2 separate regions of the Macaca mulatta genome follow, and region 2 is linked to region 1. Evidence: chromatin contacts called from public Hi-C data. All regions are on one chromosome and are shown on one strand. The core of a region is the stretch at or near the end of the contact, and the rest is flanking DNA. Distances in the headings are between cores, read along the strand shown.

Region 1 (6,793 bases), core at 2,275-4,774:
ACCCACGTTTATATTTTTAAAAAAAGCATGTTCTCCCCTCTCCCAAACTTTTACAAATTGATGTTTCAGGCAGATGTGCCTGAAGGTGGCCTCATCCTTGGGATGTGGCCTCAAACTCCTGAGGGAACCTGTATGCTAACTTCACGGCCTGAGTTGAACTATAATTAAGAGGTGTAATGGAGGCTGGACGTGGTGGCTCACACCTGTAATCCCAGCACTTTGGGAGGCCAAGGCAAGTGAATCACCTGAGGTCAGGAGTATGAGACCAGCCTGGCCAACATGGTGAAATCCCATCTCTACTAAAAATATAAAAAGTAGCCAGGTGTGGTGGTGCATGCCTGTAATCCCAGCTATTCGGGATGCTGAGGCAGGAGAATTGCTTGAACTAGGGAGGTGGAGGTTGCAGTGAGCCAAGATCAGACTACTGTACTCCAGCCTGGGCAACAGAATGAATCTCTGTTTAAAAAAAAGAAAAAAAAAAAAAATAGAGGTGTAATGGAAAGACAGTTGGAATTGAACTAAGAATGCTCATGTTTAAGCCTGAACTCCATCAATTTGACCAGCCTCATGACCTGAGCTTACATAAACTTCTCTGAGTTTATTTCCTCATCTGAAAATGAAAATAAAAGTACCTGCTATATTTCCCCTTTGTAAGGAAAACTACAAAAGTTTGTGAAAATACTTTAGAAACTGTATACAAATTTAGTTTTAATAATCAACTCTTTCTTCTAAGTACAAAACTTACTAGTCTGGGCAACATAGTGGGATGCCATTTCTACAAAAAAAAAAATTTAAAAATTAGTTGGGCATAGTTGTGCCTGCCTGCAGTCCCAGATACTTGGGAGGCTGAGGTGAGAGGATTGCTTAAGCCCAGGAGTCAAGGCTGCAGTGAGCTGTAATCACGCCACTGCACTCCAGCTTGGGCAACAAAGCAAGACCTTGTCTCAAAAAAATAAGCTAATTAAATAAAGTGCAATTGCGTGCCAGGGTCTCTGCCATTCAATTAATTCCATTCCACAAATGTTTATGTGTGAGGCCCAGTGCTCGGGCTGCCAGAGAACAAAGACAAATTCTGCAGGTCTAGTAGGAGCTGATCTTTTGGAGTTTCTCATCACTTCTCATATTTAGTTCAGAAACAAAAACTCAGGACACAGCACATTTTGCACTTACTTCAGCTCCACAGATGCAACATTACCCAGCCCTTCAAAGACTGCACCTTTTGAAAGACGCTTAGCAATAAAACTGCGCAGCTCTGGCTCCACTTCGGATGGTAGATTAGTATCCGCCAAGGAGAGGCTTGACAAATGAAAGACACACATTCTTTACCAGTGGACTAGTGTATTCACACCCATTAAGTCAGACAGAATGGTACCAAAGCCAGGGGCTCTTTTAAGGACGGGGGAAAGCTGTCCTTATAAATCCTATTGGTGAAGCTCCTAGGAATGTATGTCACTAAGTATGATCTACCTCATCAAATAGCTTAAAATATTCCTATCTTTCCAGCTCATTCTCTCCAGTACTGTGACTCCACTGGAACCCCCAATCCACTGACCCTACCTCTTTTTCACAGTCTCTCAAGTTTCTCATCTCATTTCCCTCCTTATTCCACCTTAATTCCATGGTCAGTCATTATAATCACACCCCTGCACACATTCTTATCTTTTTTATCTTTCAACTTCATTGAGGTATAATTGATGATTTAAAATTTTCAGGGCTGGGACCGGGCGCAGTGGCTCATGCCTATAATCCCAGCACTTTGGGAGGTTGAGGTGGGTGGACCACGAGGTCAGGAGATTGAGATCATCCTGGCTAACACAGTGAAACCCGTCTCTACTAAAAAAATACAAAAAAATTAGCCAGGCATGGTGGTGGGTGCCGGTAGTCCCAGCTACTCGGGAGGCTGAGGCAGAAGAATGGCCTGAACCCGGGAGGCGGAGCTTGCAGTGAGCCGAGATCGTGCCACTGCACTCCAGCCTGGCCAACAGAGGGAGACTGTCTCAAAAAACAACAACAACAACAACAAAAATTTCAGGACTGGGCAAGGTGGCTCATGCCTGTAATCCCAACACTTTGGGAGGCAGAAGTGGGCAGATCACTTCAGTCCAGGAGTTCAAGACTAGACTGGGCAACATGGCGTATTTCTCTATCAGAAATACAAAAATTAGCCAGGCGTGGCGGTCAGTAGTCCCAGATACTGGGGAGGCTGTAGTGAGAGGATCACCTGAGGCTGGGGAGGTTGATGCTGCAGCGAGCCAAGATCATGCCACTGCACTCCAACCTGGGCAGCAGAGCAAGACCCGGTCTCAATTTAAAAGGAAAAAAAAAAGGATTTCTTTCTAGCTAATCACCAAGCACAAGTATGTGGATTTGTTTGTCCCAGCCTTGAATGAACCAGCCAATGAGGAAATCAGGATGAGGTTCCTAGGGGACAGGAGGAATTGATGGTTTGACTCAGGGAAAGCTCAGTGGAAGTAGAGTACCCACTGACATGCACAGGCCAGAGATACAGGGAAGATAAAAGCACATGCATGAATTACAGTGAAGCTCTTTTTACCTGAAATCATCACCAGAGGGAGTTTCTGCATTTGTGCCACTTGGGCTTCCGTCATCACTGTCCCCTCGTTGCTGTGCCAATCTGCAAGCCACAAAACCAATAGTGCTATCAATTGTGGGCTCTAAACCAAGAGGCGTATGGGGGCCTTGCAAGCAGGGTAAGGCAAGGAGTCAACTAAAAATGCTGCAAGGTGGAAGTGCACTGCCTATCCTCATGACAAGGAAAACCCATACAGCAGTGCTGACAAGAGCCCCTTCTCTCTCCAGGCCACCTAAGGGATGGAGGAAAGGCTAAATACCCAGAAGGTTCAAGGAGACTCCTTTAAAAACCAAACTTGACAGGGCCAAGAAGGTTCCAGGAAAGTCAGTCAGGAGAAGGGAAAAGAGGAAGCAAGAACAGAGGAAAACCAGAGGGTGGGGACGGGGGTGTGTGTGACAGAAATGGGAGAAAGTGGGGAGATAATGACAGAAAGGAGAGGGGACGGGAACTGAAATTATTGAGCGTGCGGGGCACTGCGCTAAACAAAGGGCAGCCGCAGAGTAAGGAGCTGGGATGATATAGGGGCAGATGAAGGGCACAGGCATAGTTGGGCCAGGCATACAAGTCCACGATGGGGGCTGGGAAGAGCAGCGTGAGGCAAGGAGCGCCCTTCAGGCCAGAGACCTTGGCTGGGAGAGGAGAAGATGGCTTTTAGGAGCGGCCGGGCCGCCGGGCCGGGGGTGGGGTGCAAGGCCGGGCGGCGGGCCGGGGGCGGGGCCGCAGGGGCAGGCGGGCTGGCAGGCCGAGCTGGGCGCCAGCACCTGCTTCCGCGGTAGCTGTAAAGACAGTAGTGGCTGCTGGACGGCGGCTCGAGTCTCCGCTCCTCGGCTGAGCCTCCCTCCTCGCTACTCTCTAGCTCCTTTTCATCTCCATCCAGCGATTCCTGCAAGGAGGGGAGCATCGCGACGGCCTCTGGGTGGCCCTGTGTCTCCGCCAAACCGCTCCCCTGCTGCCGTGCAGCCGTCAGTATCCGGGCTCGTCCGGCTCCCGGCTCTCGCACACCTGCGTTCCGCTGGTTTTCCCGGGTTCGCAGGCAAAGACTGCCCTGGAAAGGGAGGCTTTTCACCCCACAGGGGCTGACAGGCGTACTGAGTTCGCCTTTACTGAAAAACTTTTACCATTTATTTTGAACTTATTTTCCTTTGAGTCGTCTAGGAAACTTACTATGTGATGAGGGTGGCACAACTGCCTAGCCACATGGAAAAGAATAAGGCTACTTGTCTGCCTCCTTGTTCGCGTGCCAGCACGCACAGACACCCGTTCGATAAAAAAGTTAAGAATTTAAAATGAATTTTGTTAAAGTGAAAATATGGGATAATGTTAATTCTTGAAGTTAAGGAGGTCTTTCCAAACATAATAAAACAGAAATCATACAGGAAAACGTTTTAAAAATCTGACTATGTAAAAACTAAAAGGCCGGTCACGGTGGCTCACGCCTGTAATCCCAGTGCTTTGGGAGACCGACGCAGGCGGATCACTTGAGGTCAGGAGTTCAAGACCAGCCTGGGCAACATGGTGAAACTCTGTCTCTACCAAAAGTACAAAAAATTAGCCAGGCGTGGTGGTTCACGCCTGTAATCCCAGCAGCCCTTCCAGTCTCTGCCCATTACCCAGTTCTAACACCAATTCACATTTTCAGGTGTTTGTTTCTGCAACACCCTATTCTCCAGTACCAGTTTTCTGTCTCAGTTCATTTTATGATGTTATAAAAGGATACCAAAGAGTGGGCAATTTATAATCACCTCTTAAAGGCCCCACTTCTTAATAGTCTTACAATGGCAGTTAAATTTCAACATGAATTTGGGAGTGGACAAACACTTAAACCATAGCACCACGTGAAGGAGGAGGCAGACTGCAGTGATGTGTCTACAAACCAAGGAATGTCAGGGATTAATGGTCATCACCAGAAGCTAGGAGAGGACATGGAACAGATTCTCCACTAGAGGCTTCAAGAGAGTATGTCCCCACCAGCACCTCCATGTCAACTTCTAGCATCCAGAACTGTGAAACAATACATTTCCATTGTTTTAAGCCACCGTGTGTGTGCATGTGTTTTGTATTTTTTTTTAGTAGTACAAACTTTATTCATAAATAAAACTTCATAAAGTTAAAAGCAGGGGCAGTTCCTACTTTAAAAAGGGAATACTGGAAGGCAGCCTGCCATTTTATTTAAAATTACAAGTTAGGTTTTTCAGATGGATAACAGTTGAGATCATTAAATCCCCTTCCTGCTTCTCAGATTTTCACAAAATAGCACATTAAATCCTCAGTCCTAAGCAATCCCAGCAGAGATTCCAAATTGCCTCTCAATATCAAAGTGGATAGCACAGTTTCTTCTCTTGCAATAAGGGTACTCATTTGATGAACAAGGGAGTATAGCAGTCACATTCTTTTTTTTTTTTTTTTTTTTTTTTTTTTTTTTTTTTTTGAGACGGAGTCTCACGCTGTTGCCCAGGCTGGAGTGCAGTGGCGCGGTCTCGGCTCACTGCAAGCTCCGCCTCCCGGGTTCCCGCCATTCTCCTGCCTCAGCCTCCTGAGTAGCTGGGACTACAGGCGCCCGCCACCGCGCCCGGCTAATTTTTTGTATTTTTAGTAGAGACGGGGTTTCACTGTGGTCTCGATCTCCTGACCTTGTGATCCGCCCGCCTCGGCCTCCCAAAGTGCTGGGATTACAGGCTTGAGCCACCGTGCCCGGCCAGCAGTCACATTCTTAAAAGATTGTGTTGCAGAAGTTACTGCCATGTCTTCATTCACAATGTGTATCCTCACCTCTATCTCCCATTTAGTAACATTGTCAGTTTCCTTATCTCTCATTTCAACTACATTTAAAAGAGGATTCTAATTGCGGACAACACACGACAGAGGCATTTCAGATCGGACAGTAGTCTCTTGAGATACACTTGATTTTAGTTTTAAGCAGAACTTCCTGGAGAGGTTAAGTTACAATACCACAGTCACGAGGATGGTAGAAAAACTCATAGTAGATATTTGGCAAAACATAGGTTACAAGGCAACCACCTCCTAGAAACACTTCATCGGGGTTCATATACAAATTGTGAAATATCATGGGTTTAATCCTGGCACAGAACCAAAACTGGGTGCATGATACTTGAATAGCTGACCAGTCCCCAGCACAGGTCCATATCAAGGAATGGAGAAAAAAGAGCCCTTTTAACCCCAAAATGGTCTTCATTTGCCCGGACTGAAAACCAAATCTCACTCAGGAAACAGCTGTATTTTTATTTTTTATAGAGACAGGGTAGAAAGAAAGAAAGAAAGAAAGAAAGAAAGAAAGAAAGAAGGAAGGAAGGAAGGAAGGAAGGAAGGAAGGAAGGAAGGAAGGAAGGAAGGAAAGAAAGAAAGAAAGAAACTAATACAGAGTCCCCACAACAACCCTTTCTTCTATTCCAATCTGGATTTCTTCACATTCTTCCCTGTTAATCCCATTTTCTTCTAGATTATGGTTTATTCTCTTAATTTGCTTTAATCAAATCAAGAGGCAGGAGAATCACCTGATCCTGGAAGGCAGAGGCTGCAGTGAGCCAAGATCGTGCCACTGCTCTCCAGCCTGGGCAACAGAGCGAGACTACGTCTTGTCGGGGGGCGGGGGAAGAAAGAAATAGAATTTTAGACTGATATGATTGGACATTGAATTCTAGGTTGAAAAGAATTACCCCAGCCGGGTGCAGTGGCTCACACCTGTAATCCCAGCACTTTGGGAGGCTGAGGCAGGTGGATCACCTGAGGTCACGAGTTCAAGACCAGCCTGGCAAACCTGGTGAAACTCTGTCTCTACTAAAAAATATAAAAATTATCCAGGCGTGGTGGCACACACCTGTAGTCCCAGATACTCGGGAGTCTGAGGCAGAAGAATCCCCATGTTGGTCAGGCTGGTCTCGAACTCCTGACCTCGTGATCCGCCCTCCTCGGCCTCCCAAAGTGCTGGGATTATAGGCATAAGCCATGACCGTGACCGGCCCAAATCAGTCATTTCTCCAAGAACCTCAGGTTACTGGAGAATGGTATTATAAACCAAGACCCGGGGGCAAAGTATGCTTGCTATGGGGCATTATTGCTTCTAGGCCCTCTCAGCTGATAAGACAAGGAAATACATGTATCTATACTAACTTGAGTATATACCCATATCCATAAATATTTCTCTGTGTATCTATTTTAAAATAAACATGAGTTCATACTGGT
Region 2 (6,793 bases), core at 2,337-4,836, 92 kb after region 1:
AAGGCAGGAGGATGGCTTGAATCCAGGAGTTTGAATCTTGCCTTGGCAACATAGCAAAACCCTGTCTCTTAAAAAAAATAAATTTCAACAAATCTGTGAAGTAAAATTTTAAAATTGTGGTGAAATATGAATAACATCAAATTTATCATTTTAACCATTTAAAATTATACAGTTCCGGTCTGGTGCGGTGGCTCACTCATGTAATCCCAGCACTTTGGGAGGCCAAGGCAGGCAGATCACTTGAGGTCAGAAGTTCATGACCAGCCTGGCCAACATGGTGAAACCCTCTCTCTACTAAAAATACAAAAATTAGCAGACTGTGTTGGCGGGCGCCTGTAGTCCCAGCTGCTCAGGAGGCTGAGGCACGAGAATTGCTTGAACCCAGGAGGCAGAGGTTACATTGAGCCGAGATCACACCACTGCACTCCAGCCCAGGTGACAATGTAAGACTTCATCTCAAAAAAAAAAAAAAAAAAAATAAAAGTTCTGTGGCATTAAATACAGTCAAATTATTGTACAACCATTAAGTGAAATTGATTTTTAAAATAGTTTTACTGATGATCAAACTTTGTATCAGATAGTTTAAGTAATTTGACTGTTAGTTGGTAGCAGAGTGAAGATTGAGCTCCATGTTTGTCTGACTTCAAATTCTGTGCTCATTTTCTATAGCATGTAGTCCTGCAACCTTTTGAAGGGAGATGAGATTCAAACACGTGAAATAGGCTGGGCGTAGTGGCTCATGCCTGTCATCCCAGCAGTTTGGGAGGTCAAGGTGGGGGGAATCCCTTGAGGCCGGGAGTTTGAGACCAGCCTGGGCAACATAGCAAGACCTTGTCTCTTAAAAAAAAAATCAGCTGGGCCAGGCGCAGTGGCTCATGCCTGTAATCCCAGCACTTAGGGAGGCCGAGACGGGCGGATCACGAGGTCAGGAGATCGAGACCATCCTGGCAAACAAGATGAAACCTCATCTCTAGTAAAAATACAAAAAATGAGCTGGGCGTGGTGGCGGGCGCCTGTAGTCCCAGCTACTCGGGAGGCTGAGGCAGGAGAATGGCATGAAGCCGGGAGGCGGAGTTTGCAGTGAGCCAAGATCGCGCCACTGCACTCTGAATAGGTTCCTTTAAGAAGGTCCTGGATGGTCTACCTTTTTTTTTTTTTTTTTTTTTTTTGAGACGGAGTCTCGCTCTGTCGCCCAGGCTGGAGTGCAGTGGCGCGATCTCGGCTCACTGCAAGCTCCGCCTCCTGGGTTTACGCCATTCTCCTGCCTCAGCCTCCCGAGCAGCTGGGACTACAGGCGCCCGCCACCGCGCCCGGCTAATTTTTTGTATTTTTAGTAGAGACGGGGTTTCACCATGTTAGCCAGGATGGTCTCGATCTCCTGACCTTGTGATCCGCCCGCCTCGGCCTCCCAAAGTGCTGGGATTACAGGCGTGAGCCACCGCGCGCGGCCTGGTCTACCTTTTCAGCATCCTCTTGGCTCATAAGAACCTTACCATGTCAAACACAGGAGTGGAAGCTACCCTATTGTTGTCTTTTCTCCTGGTCCTATTGTAGAGTGTGCCAGCCAGCTTCCCTAATTCATAATTCTGCAGGCTAGAAGTGGGTGACCATCTTCATGAATGTGCACACATGCCAAATTCCTCAAGAGACATGTCTAGTTCATCTCAAAACTTTCACCATGATGATCATACAGGGATGGGCTCATAAGTTTCCACAGTCAGCAAGACTCACTAGCTTGGGAGAAAGATCTGGCAGACACTCCTAGTCTTTTACAGTGGGGGTCCCTAACCCTGGGCCAAGGACCACTACTGGTCAGTGGCATGTTAGGAACCAGGCCGCCCAGCAAGAGGTGAGTGGCTGGGGAGCCAGCATTACGCCTGAGCTTCGCCCCCTGTCAGATTAGCTGCAACATTAGATTCTCATAGGAGGCAAACTCTATTGTGAACTGAGCATACCAGGGATTTAGGTTGCCTGCTTCTTATGAGAATCTAATGCCTGATGATCTGAGGTGGACCAGTTTCATCCCGAAACCATCCCCCCTCCTCACATCTGTGGAAAAACTGTCTTCCACCAAACTGGTCCCTGGTGCCAGAAATGTTGGGGTTTGCTGTTTTATGGTTCCCCCTCTTTGTAGTGAGACCAGCAATCTATCCTCTCCTACGATTTCTTCTAAAGCCTCCCCCCTCAGCCTCCCAAGTAGCTGAGACTACAGGCGTGCACCACCATGCCTGGCTAATTTTTGTATTTTTAGTAGAGGTGGGGGATTTCTCTATGTTGCCCAGGCTGGTCTTGAACTCCTGGGCTCAAGCGATCTGCCCACCTTGCCCTCCCAAAGTGCTGGGATTACAGGCGTGAGCCACCGCATCCTGCTAGAAGCCACTTAATCCAACTCTCCATCAAAGTCATGAATACTGTTTACAACAACCTGATGAGATGTCATCTACTTTTCACGTGAACACACCCAGGAATTAGGAGGGCATTCCTTAACCGGCAGCTCTCAGCTTTCCCAATCAGGATTTGAGCTTCACCAAATAACTCAAACCCCCTGTTTCCTCACATACTAAAGGGGAGTAAACATCTTCTTTACAGAACATCGTTGGGAGAATAAAAGGAGATAGAGGAATATAAATGGCCTAATCCACTTACAGAAGAGCGTGTGCAATGTTAGTCCCCTTTATGCGTCCTTTTATGGGACAGCACATTCCATTTTTGGATCGTCATCGCCTAGAGAAAGGTCTTCCTTATACCGAATTGTCTTTGTACCCTTTTAGCATCTTTCTTAAGTTTAACCCTAAGTGGTCTCATAGAATGTCATTTTTCCGTCCACACGACGTCTTCACTGATATCTGTGACTTTAGTTGAAGGGACTGAAGATATTGGGAAGAATAATTCAATTTCTCTTTTTCTTTCTTCCTTTTTTTTTTTTTTTGAGCTGGGGAGCTGGGTGAGGCTTCTGTGGATTCCCAAGAGGTGTTTGTGGCGTGAATGGAGCAAAGGTGATGTTTCATTTCATCACGTCCAGCACTGTCCCAAGGTTAAGTGGGCGCGTGAGAAGGACAGTTTTCTCCGGTTCTGGCGGGTTTGCCCTCCTGCCGGCTAGCGTTCTGCGGGAGTCAAGCCTGGAAAGCGTGTGTGCGGCGTACAGGCGTCAGACACTGGAACGCATTCGAATGGTGCTATTCTTTGTCTGCCACATAGCGAGCACTTTATAAGGTCACTTATAGTCCTGAATGAATGGTTAAATCGTGGAAGCCGCAAAGAAAGCCACACAGCTTTGACTGAAGACCTAGCTCGGTACTCAAGAATCCCTCTCAGGGGTGCGCGAGCGGGGCCGGAATCAAGAAGCCTCTTTTGGGGTGGGCGGGGACCGATCTTGAGCTCCCACTGCGGGGCACCGCCTCTTTTCCTCGCCGGCCGCCCGCTAGGCGGCGCTGGGGAGCTTGCAGCCCACGGGCGAGGCGCTCCGAGAGACTACAACTCCCGGAGTGCTCTGGGAACGGAGCCGCGGGAGCTACAGGCGGAGGGACGCGAGGGCGGGCTTTCCGGGTGTGTGTTTCCGGCGTCGGCGGCCGCGGCCGGGGACGGTGTGAGAGCAGTAAGATGGCGGCGGCGGCAGTGGTGGAGTTCCAGAGAGCCCAGTCTCTGCTCAGCACCGACCGGGAGGCCTCCATCGACATCCTCCACTCCATCGGTAAAGGTCGCCGCGCCGTCTCCCCGGCCCCGCCGGCCCAGCTCGGCTTATGTCGGTCGGCGGCAGCGGAGAGGGGCCGGGCTAGCCGGCTCTGGTGCTGCTGACTCACTGTGTGTGTGAGGGGGGCCGGGCTGGGGGCGCAGGCCGCTCGGAGCTCCCCAGAGCCCCCCGGGTCTCACTCTTGTGGGAGGGCTTGAGGCAATCCCCAGGTCCCGTCGCCGGCTGCTGACTCACGGGGGGCTTAGCGTAGGGTGGGAGAGTGGGCCGAGCCGGGCCCCCACCCCTCCCTAGCTGTGTCCCCGGCTCTGGCCCGCACGAGCTGGTCTGGGACCCGGAGTAGTGCCGGCCGGCGTGCTTGTCACGGACTGGTCCTAGAGTCTCTAGTTGAAAGGCCTTGGCGAAACCAGCTCAGGACAGGCATTTCCCGCCGTTGTAATCAGCACAGTCTGCTCCGGGTGGGAGCGCGAGCGCTTGCTCTTCTCTGGGAGTTTCCTTCCATGGGACGCTGGGAGCTGCTACTCCCCAGCCCCACGGCGGAAAGCTCCACTAAGAGGAGGGTCTCTTTCAGAATGTGGGAAATTCAGGGGTGACACACACCTCAGGTTGGCATTTGGTTTGTGGAGGTGGCCGAGACGCTCATCTGCCTTGTGTAGGGTGTAAGAGTGAGGTGTTGGAGCGGGACCGCCGGGCTAGAGGAGGTGACTAATCTTTCCAGACTCCCTGTAGGGATTGGAAGTGAGTTAAGGGAGTTAGTTGTCAGCCGCAGAGTTCAGGGAATTCTTTGGAACGGGTCGGCTGCATGTTGCCGGAAAAATTAAAATTTTCTTAGCATTGTAATATGATGGTCTTACACCTGCACACAACAGGAAAACTGAAATGACAACCCCAGCCAGTCGTTTCCTGCAGCTTTCTGTTGGGATTCAAGTGTGAACAGAAATTTATGACAGAGGAAGACTTAAATGTTCACTCATAAAGGATTCAGTTAGGGCTTGGACCAGCTCTTCACTGTACATGTAATGGGATCTTTTTAGTGTAGCTTGGGAAGATTTGAATTAGCTCAACAAGTAGTATGAGAATGCACCTGTATGTGGGACTTGCAAGATGTTGGCATTTGACATAGTGTGTTGAATTTTGGTATTCCAGACCTGCACGGAGAAAGGACAATGACAAGATCTTGATACTTTATCATTGGGGATACTAGAGAAGGAGAGGAGGTGGGCGTCAAGATGTATCTTTGAGCGATATTGGTAAAAGGTGTTTCTTTTGAAAAGTTCTGATCTTGACTTAGGTCAGTTGCTTCTACGGAACCAGAGTCATCTCATTCACCGTTACATGGGTATTTTATTCTGAGTACACATTATTATTTAGAACTAATGTGAGGAGCATGAATTTTAATTGTCTGTGCCTAGTGCCTAATATTTTGTCTTTCATAAAGTAGAAATTATGTTAAACATTACAATTAGAGTATTTCCTGTTGGCCCACTATTCTAGGGGAGAGTTCCCTGAAAGCTTCACTGTTAGAGCAAGCTTGAGTCATCATGGTTGACGGCCTTACTTTTTCTGGACTCCATCATGGAGTATCAAAATCTTGGTTTTTGTCAAGTCATGATGCTTTCTTTGTAAGAGTAGTGGTAACCAGTGATGATCACTACAAACTTGGAGAGGCTATTCCATGCTTGCATGTTAAAATAGTTATTAGCTGTTGAAAATAGGACAGATAGCACAAAGTTATTTTAACAGACCTCAGTGCATTAAAAAGCAGCAGTGTCTCCTAAGTGTAGCTGTGCAGGATCACACTGGGGCTTTGATAGGGTTGTTTTTCTTGAATGGCTTTATAGACCTGCTTATCCCTAACACACCCATCAGCTGAGGCTTTGCACAGACATAAAGTTTATTGAAAGGCTTTTGACTTACAGGCATCAATAACTTGGTCAATTGATTTTGGTTTGTGGCATAAATGCACAGGCATGTTTAATATCTTCACATAACATAGTGACTGGCATAGATCTTGGCACCATAAGTATGAATGATTTGTTTTGTTTTAATTTTGCTTTAACCAAGTGACCACAACGGAAACTTAGTGTATATAGGTAAGCAAAAATCTGGTGGGTAGAATGAAAAGGCACATTTAAAATCAAAGAGAAGAATCCTGTTTTTTATGATTTACATGGAACATATTCTATGTATATATTATCTTTTTTTTTTCCTGACTTAGAGTTTTTTTTAACTCTAGAATTTGTCTTTTGGTAAATATGTTTGAGTTTGTAATGGATCTTATGAGGGTGAAATTTCCCTCAGTCTTCATTTTTTGGTAAGAATTTTAAGAGGGTTTGCATTTTCCTCTCCTAGTGAAGCGTGACATTCAGGAAAACGATGAGGAGGCAGTGCAAGTCAAAGAGCAGAGCATCCTGGAACTGGGATCTCTCCTGGCAAAGACTGGACAAGCTGCAGGTAAGTGCTACACATGGATTGTACCTGAAATGCTGAGTGAAATTCCCGTCTTTTGTTGGAGTGAAGAATCATGGGACTGATCCACAAACTGAATTCAACTTTATTTTCTTGGCAACTTGTTGAGTTTCAGTTTTTTACCAGGCAATTAAGTGGCCTTTAAACTCAGTTCTTTCATGGTAGTTTAGTTTTGCAAATGAGAGACAATCTTATTTTTGTTGGGATATAGTGATTTCTGATTTGTTTCTGGTTTTTGAATTCTCACTGTATTCCCTCACATAGAGGCAGCAACAGTCTTCAATAATTTCACTGAGCAACTCTGATGTATTTAAGATAGATAACAACTTTAAGCGCCAGATTCAAAAATGACAAAGGATTTTGTATACAAGTGACTCACTGTCGTTTTTTTCTGATTGATTAAGAATAAGAATAAGACATTAAATGGAGTCTTCCTAAGACTTCTCCATTTGTACCTAGGACTTTGTGCACATCATTGCTCAGACATTCTAGTTGTAATTAAACCATTGACTGATTAGATTTGACATAATATTCTGATGATGGGTGTGTCCTTGGAATGAGAAGGGAGTCCTTTTGATCAGGAAGGACCTTTTACCAGTAAAGTGGTAATAGTATTTAAAGAGAAGTCTGTTTAAC

The links. Hi-C and Micro-C count contacts between places; a contact is called where the count stands out from the background.
Region 2: a contact with region 1 is called in a Hi-C map of blood, with 2.7 times the contacts expected there. The contact joins the promoter of PSMD11 here to the promoter of C16H17orf75 in region 1. A contact is called at or near these places in 2 of 14 Hi-C or Micro-C datasets (blood and cortical neurons).

What each region holds. Positions count from the first base shown.
Region 1 is chr16:41,910,233-41,917,025 of T2T-MMU8v2.0, forward strand. C16H17orf75 (chromosome 16 C17orf75 homolog) reads right to left here and starts at 3,525. Exons shown (of 10, transcript NM_001257907.1): 1 at 3,355-3,525; 2 at 2,555-2,635; 3 at 1,171-1,296. The coding sequence starts at 3,494. It also overlaps the pseudogene LOC144335560.
Region 2 is chr16:42,002,106-42,008,898 of T2T-MMU8v2.0, forward strand. PSMD11 (proteasome 26S subunit, non-ATPase 11) reads left to right here and starts at 3,587. Exons shown (of 14, transcript XM_015119044.3): 1 at 3,587-3,691; 2 at 6,041-6,142. The coding sequence starts at 3,601.